Regions from separate parts of the Mus musculus genome. Here region 2 is linked to region 1. The links are chromatin contacts, called in public Hi-C maps. All regions are on one chromosome and are shown on one strand. The core of a region is the stretch at or near the end of the contact, and the rest is flanking DNA. Distances in the headings are between cores, read along the strand shown. Region 1 holds the start of Ahcy (S-adenosylhomocysteine hydrolase). Region 2 holds the start of Samhd1 (SAM domain and HD domain, 1).

Region 1 (3,811 bases), core at 584-3,083:
GAAATAATGAATGAAATAGAGGGGAAAAAGGAAGGAGGGGGCTGGAAAGATGGCTTGGTGGTTAAGAGCTCTCTGGCTGCTCTTCTAGAGGGCCTGAGTTCAAGCCCCTGCACCCACATGGTAACTGACTACTGCCCATAACGCCAGACGGAACTGTGGAACCCTTTCTAAACCCACTTCTTCAAAATAAGGAGAATCAACTTGAACCTGAGCCCAAGGATCATAGGAAATGCCAAACGAGTAAGGTCTAGCATACAGCATACCCTACTTGATGGGCAAATCATGCCTCCACCCTTACACAGGCAAGAACCCAGCCTTATCTTCATCCATACAATCTGTGGTCCCCCCCTCCCAATCTTCATCCATACAATCTGTGGTCCCCCCCCCTCCCAATCCCTCCCTACACAGTATGTCGAGCCTCCATTCTAGCTCTTCCGCCAAGACAACACTGACTTAAACCTCTCTGGGCTTCAGTCTTAGCATCTACCCAGTGGAGACAATAAACTGCCCTGCTGGCTGATTAACTATCTTAATAAGAATTTGCAAAGCCACTTCCCTAGGTTCCTGTGTAATGGGATAGCATTCATCTCCCTTTGAGGACCCTTTCCAATTTAATAGAGTATTGAAATTATTTTAAAAGCTAACCAGCCTGAATTGCTTTGTTTTTCTGTTTGTTTGGTTTGTAGTTTTGTTTTGATAGGGTCTCCCCATCTTGTCCAGGTTGGTCTGGAATTCACTGTATGCCCAGGCTGACCTCTGAAATGAGCTGATCGATTCCTTGGCCTCAGTAGTGATAGCAGGGCTGGGATTACAAGCTTGTGTCACTAGGCACAGTTTGAATTGGATTGTGTTGAAATTCCATTAGGGTTGTTTCAAGTGTATTGCCTTGTATACAGACAGCAGTGGAAGAGATGAGCTTAGAGGTCATGATGTCCTGAGTCCAAATTCTAACCAGCTGCTTTCCAGTTACAAGATTCTGGGAAAATGCCCTTTATACCTCTGGATATTCATTGTAAACATAAAACCGTTCCTTCCATGGAGAGCTACAATAATAAGACGGGTTAGTCTAGAATAATGCTATAAGGCAGTGCCCATCCCACTGTAAACGCTCAAGTTAAGGTGTGTTTACTCAGACAGCTTTCTATAATCGGGACAAAACGAACAGTAATTTCTAACCACTCCAAATTTTCTAGACATCCACTAGATATCCCAGAGATTGAGCAGATGGGACCCTAAGTTCCCGTTGCACCGAGACTAGCCGTTTCCAGGCCTCTCCTCATTAGCACCTAGAACACTGATGCTCTCTCCGGCCCTGCTCAAGGCCCAGAAGACGGTGGGCCCTTGCTAGGGGCCACCCAAGCCGCCAAACGCCAGGGCCAGGGTCTGGGCCTCTAGGGCCGCTTCCCAATGGCCAGTCTCTCCGACAGGAGCACGCTGCCCGACCAAAGATCACAGCCCGCGCTGCCGCTCTGGGCGCCTACCGCGGGGCACGCCGGGACTTGTAGTCCGCGGCCGTTTCCCACTCCTGGCTCTCGGCGGCGTGTGGACTCCAATCCCCGGGCACCTGCGCGGCCAGGCCAGCGATTCTAGGGGTCCCGGGGCGCCCCGAAGCCGCCACCTAAACAAGACGCAGGTCGGTACTGACAACAAACCCAGGACGGGAGCCGAGTCGCCACGGAGGACTGAACCCTTGGGACTCACCGACTTTGTAGGGCAGTTTATCAGACATGCTGGCGGCGCTTCCGCTAGGACTGATGAACTCAGTGAAGGGGGCCGGGCGGCGCGGGGCAGGGATCTACGCCTGGCGCCGGCGTCTTTAAATATCTTCTTATTTGAATATTCATGAACCTGCTGGGGGCTGAAACTTAGGGGCGGAGCCTAGCTCGAGGCGTTGAGCGGAGCGGGAGCAAGGCTGATCTCTGCCTCAAAAATCATAAATTTTGTGCACTGTGGCCTTTGGACCCCTGGCACTCGACTAGGAGGGAGCGTGGAGAGAGGCGGTTCTTCTCCCATCCGTCCAGCCAGTGAATCAGAGGTCAAAACAAGGCAGAATTCTTAGACTCTAGCCAATTTACTAACCTGAGCCTTAACTGCTTCAATTGTAAAACTCTTGCAAGATCAAAGTAAAGAGCTGGGCCTAGTGGTATGTGCCTGTGAATCCCCACTCTGGAGACAGTGTCTGAAATCTCCCGCTCTGGAGCCAGAGCCAGGAGATTTGTCACAAATTCGAGGCCAGTCTGCTCTATCGCTAATTAGTTCCAGGCCAACCGAGGCTACAGAGTGAGGCCCTATCTCAAAAACAAAGAAAGAAAAATCACCGGTTGCAATTGTGTCACTCTCTCCTCCCTCTGTTTGCCTTTCCTTGCTCGCCCCCACCCCCTCCTCAACACCTTCTCATTCGGTAGTCTTTCTTGGTGATTCACAGGCTGCTCACATGGAAATGACTGCGGAGCTATCCGCAGGAGCATAGATAACTCACCAATGACTATACACCTGAAGAGTATGACTTCTCTCTCAGCGGCTCTCAGCGGCTAGCTTTCAGGAAGGAAACCAGGCCCCATGTTGTGTGCATATACCATCTCTGGGGAGTTCAGTTGGCCCCTTTGTAAAAAGTTGGCCTCCGTTGGACTTATCTGTCTCCTCATGGAGTAACAAGGAGGGTCACAAGACCTTCTCCTGGGTGTCCAGCTGCACCCTACCTCCTGTTATATGCAATTCTGCCTAAACTGAACATGACCTCAGGGAAGGACTAGAGTATGTAGTCAGGGAAGTAGGTTCCAGCTACCCGTCTACTGGCGAGGCCCTCATCCCTGCTGGTTGAGGTGTGGTCTCCAGCTGTGGTCTTTGGGGAAAAGCATCATTCATACCCCTATCTGGTAAGTACCCCCTGACCTGTGTATGCGTTGTCAGGAAGCTCACTGACCTCACCGGTTCCCCCAGAAGGATCTTCCGCAGAATCATACCTCAGTTTATTTGGGAGGAGGTGTAGATTTTGCTTCTGTCTCCTAGGAGGGAATTTTAGCAATGTCCCGGGACACCTCCCCCATCCATGACTGAATGTTGCTGGGGATCCAGTGTTGTGCAGGTCCTGGGCAAATAGCTGCAGTTGTGAGTTCTGATTGCAACGGCCATGCCGTGTGGGTCCACAACCCTCCTCCCCTCCATCCAGTTCTTACGTTCTTTCTGCTCCTCCTCCTATGGTGTTCCCCTGAGCTTTGAAAGGGCGTGATATGATCTGAGACAGTCACACTCAGCACCTCGACCAGCCATGGTCATTTGCATTACCTGTCATTTGCTACAAAAGGAGATTTTTCTGACCAAAACTGAGGACTGTGCCACTCTGTGACTATAAACAAATATTTAGGAGACAACATTTAACTCAACAGTAGTAGGCTCCTCCTGAAGACCTACCGTTTCCCCAGCTATGCATCTTTGACTAGACTCACAGTAACAAGTATAAACTCCCTCCTCTCTCTATCTTTTGTCTGTCTATCTGTCTGTTTGTTTCAGCCTATAGACCAGGATGTAACTCTCAGCTACTGCCCCAGCACTGTGAGTGCATCATACTCTGGAAATATCCCCACCATGCCCCACCACGATGATAATAGACTAATCCTATGAAACTGTAAGCAAGCCCACAATCAAATTCTTTCTTTTAAGAAACAGAGGAGTAAATTCAGTGGGAGGTGGAAAGAGACTGGGAGGGAAGGAGGGAGGGAAATTGTGGTTGGAAGGAAGGAAGGAAGGAAGGAAGGAAGGAAGGAAATGATGTATTTATTTTTAAAAAATCTTAATTTTACAAGAGTTGCTT
Region 2 (3,811 bases), core at 492-2,991, 2.1 Mb after region 1:
CCAGAGGGTTGGCTGCCCTCTTACAGCTTCGACAGACACTGTGACAGACACTGTACTCATCATACACATACCCCCTACCAACACCCCCATAAAAACATAACTAAAAATAAAAACAGAGCCAGAAGAGATGGTTCCATGGTTAAGAGCACTCACTGCTCTTGCAGAAGGCTCAGCTTCAGTTCTCAGCACCCCTGTGGCAGCAACTCCATCATGGAGTCACTCCAGTCTGGCCTCAAGGACCCCAGCACTATATATATATATATATATATATATATATAACTATATATATATAACTATATATATAACTATATATATATAGTTAAAATGAAATCTTGCCAGGTGTGGTGGCCTACACTTTTAATCCCAGTACTCAGGAGTCAGAGGCAGGTGGATCTCTGAGTTCGAGGCTAGGCTGGTCTATAGAGACTACATAAGACAGGCCCTGTCTTACCCCACCCCCACCCCCAAAGTTACTCTTCTGTAGAGGGAGAGAAAAAGAGAAACGTGAGTTCCTATTTTTAAGCTTTCTTTCTTTTTTTTTTTTCCCCCAGAGCTGAGGACCGCACCCAGGGCCTTGCGCTTGCTAAGCACTCTACCACTGAGCTAAATCCGCAACCCCTTTTAAAGCTTTCTTAAAGTCAGTCCTTCAGTTAGGCACAAGGGGCTCCACCCCACAAGAAGTAAAGTTCACTGAATTTGAAAATCATAACCACGGAGGGGCCACTTTCCAAGCGAACACCTCCGGGGATCGATCATGCAAGGGGTTAAGCTTCACAGCCACCAACCAAGAAAAAAAAAAAAAAAAAAAAAAAAAAAAGTTGAGCAGATTCAAAGTGTTGACGGGAGCAAGACCAAGAACCAGAAGCATCCCTTAAAATTCTTAAAATTCTTGAGTGGCCAAGTTGTGGAATGTTGGGGTTTCAGTGAATAACTTGCTCTTATGTTGGAAGAGAAATTCCCTTAGTAGCACTCTGCAAATACAATGAGCACATACTGAACCCTACTAGGCTATTATGATAGTCAGTGAGAATCCAGAGATTAAGCACCTTCCCTCCCCTTTAAGGAAAACCCCAAATTCCGGGACCAGCTTCAGAGTTAAACTTAAAAGCGCTCAAAATCTCTCATGGGGCCAAGTGTTCCGGGAGCTGCGGTTAGCACAAAAGGGTCTCCCAAGCCAGGTGAGCCTGAAAGACCGCAAGCCACAGCCGGAGGTCTGGGGTAAAATCTTCTAAGAAGGGCGGGGATCGCTCCTGGCAGAAGTGACAAGTTCCCGAAAAGACCCTTCTACCAAACCTCCCTGGGCCTCTACTAGGTTCGCCGCCCAGAGTGAACCGATGGGCTTGCACTTCACCTGTGCCCACCTCGGGTAGCCCGTGTGTTCGCATCCCGACAGGGCGCCTCCTTCTCCAGCGGCGGGTTCCCGCCAGCCGCTTCCCCCAGAGACCTCCCCCTTAGGATGCCTCCCATGTGGACTCTCCCTGCTCGGCCCCACGGTGGCCATCCTTCGTCCCTCAGGCCCGCTACCTCTGAAGATGTCCAGCACTTTCTTCTCTCGGAAACCACGATTCTCTAAGAAGGAGCACACGTCCTCCGGTTCCCAGGTTCGGAGGTCGGTGTTTTGGAAGTCGTCGTCTGCAGACAGATTAGCTGTTGCAGGAGGAGTGCTCGGTGGCGTCCTTGGGCTGCCATCGCAGCGGGGTCGCTTAGCTGGCTGCTCCAAGGGTGCGCTCTGCATGGCTACCTCCGACACCCGGGGCTGCGAAGTTAAGTACCGCGGCACCGGCTCGCGCGCAGCCGCACTGACACCACACCCCAAAAGTGAGTCCATTCAGTTTTGCCAGCCTCCAGGCCTACTGCGCAGGCGCCCCGGACATCAGCCCTGGGAGCGTGGCCTCCCCGGGGCGCTCGCGCCCGGCCCATTGCGCAAGCGCAATGCCTACGCGATCGCCCTCAACTCCGCCCTTGTGTTTCTCCGAAAGGGTGGTGTTATTAGAAAAGCAAAACTGAGTTGTGGTTAAGAGTGGAGACTTTAGTGAGGACAAGGCCAAAGAGGGCATCTGGGGCTAAGGAAGGTTCACCACGCTCCAGATTAAAAAGGTCTTCTGGTGAACTGCAGGTATCTTCCTGAAACAAATACGTTTTGCCAGGTTTCAAACACCCCAAGCTGTAAACTTGTTAAAATAAAATTAAAAACAAAAAACAAAAAAACCCTATAAGGCAACAAAGCTGCCACTCCTATCCCAGAGCAGAAAACAAGGGACTGGCCCAACTGGAAAACCCTGAAGTGATTGCCAGCTGGTTGTCGGACTGTCCTGTTAGATTCCACATTCACAGTTAGTTGGCAGCAGACCGCCCTATTATTTCCAAATAGACAGTATTTTTACTAATTACTAGTCAGTGTCCAAATAGCAGGCTTTCTTTTTTTTTTTTTTTTTTTTTTTTTTTTTTGGCGTTAAGCCATTTTGGGACAGACCCCAAACTTCCCCATAAATCTTTATCCACCCATTACTAGTACAACGACCACTAATTTACGACACCTCTTCAGAAACCAAGACACATACACATCTAGGTATTTTAACGTCAGGCAGTACAAATGAGATGTTTAGTGGTGAGCCCGACAGCTGTAAGTGATGCTTAGGCATAAAATACAAGCTTGAGAGCCGGGTGTGGTGGCGCACGCCTTTAATCCCAGCATTTGGGAGGCAGAGGCAGGCTGATTTCTGAGTTTGAGGCTAGCCTGGTCTACAAAGTGAGTTCCAGGACAGCCAGGGCTACACAGTGAATCCCTGTCTCGAAAAAACAAAACCAAAAACAAAACAAGCTCGAGGCCCGATGTTCATTACCCAGCAACAAACAAACAACAGACAAACTAGAAATCGGATGAACCAAAATATTCTTAGCAAACAGTGCTGATGTGATCAGGGCCCTGTTCTAAAGGCTTTACAAACATTCATTTAACGAATTTCAGATGTAGGAAAGTGAAGTATAAAAGCTGGGAGAGAGGGCTGGAGAGATGGCTCAGTGGTTAAGAGCACTGACAGTCCTTCCAAAGGTCATGAGTTCAATTCCCAGCAACCATATGGTGGCTCACAATCATCTGTAATTGGATCCTATGCCCTCTTGTGTTGTGTCAAGGACAGTATGGTCATATACATAAAATAAATAAATAAATCTTAAAAAAAAAAAAAGCTGGGAGCTAAGAAACAACAGAGACTGGGCTTCCTGCAAAAGACCATGCTCTTACTAAATCTGCCTTAGTCAGTACTCTCTAAAGGAACAGAAATGTTAGAGTAAATATTTATGTGTGTGTTTAAAAGGGATTTATACAGGATTTAGTTCATGTAGTCCAACAATGGCTGTGAGACTCTGGAAAAGGCCAAGAATGTGGTAACTGTTGGGTCCAGGAGGCTGGTTGTCTGTCATAATAGTCCCAGCCTGGCACTGGAGTCCTGGAGGAGTCCTGGAGAGCTGCTGGCCCCCTGTCTACACTAGAATCCCAAAGGAGTTGGCTTTTGTCCAAAAGGAAAGCCACAGGACTGGCATAGATGAATGTGCTAGTGAGAGCGAGGGCAAGCAGGCAAAGAAGCTCTTAACTGTCTCTCATATCTTTTCATCTGGGCTGCCAGCAGAAGAACCAGAAGATTTAGGACGGGTCTTCTGGTCTCAAATAATCTAACAATCTAATAATTCCCGGAGCAGTCAAGTTGTCTAGCCAAGATTGGTCATCACCCTAGCGGCCCCTCCCTTTGCTACTTATTTATTTATTGAAACAGGCTCACTGCGTAGCCTCACTGGGCTTTGAGTACAGGAA

What was found. Hi-C and Micro-C count contacts between places; a contact is called where the count stands out from the background.
Region 2: a contact with region 1 is called in a Hi-C map of B cells, with 5 read pairs. The contact joins the promoter of Samhd1 here to the promoter of Ahcy in region 1. A contact is called at or near these places in 1 of 484 Hi-C or Micro-C datasets (B cells) and 2 of 9 other capture datasets (adipose tissue and liver).

Annotation. Positions count from the first base shown.
Region 1 is chr2:155,072,664-155,076,474 of GRCm38.p6, forward strand. It overlaps Ahcy (S-adenosylhomocysteine hydrolase), which reads right to left and starts at 1,834. Exons shown (of 10, transcript NM_016661.3): 1 at 1,702-1,834. The coding sequence starts at 1,729. Gm39966 (a long non-coding RNA gene) reads right to left here and starts at 1,511. Exons shown (of 2, transcript XR_866885.2): 1 at 1,287-1,511; 2 at 1-1,043. It overlaps Gm45609 (a long non-coding RNA gene), which reads left to right and starts at 1,849. Exons shown (of 3, transcript XR_001783519.2): 1 at 1,849-3,811.
Region 2 is chr2:157,133,355-157,137,165 of GRCm38.p6, forward strand. Samhd1 (SAM domain and HD domain, 1) reads right to left here and starts at 1,742. Exons shown (of 16, transcript NM_018851.4): 1 at 1,525-1,742. The coding sequence starts at 1,735.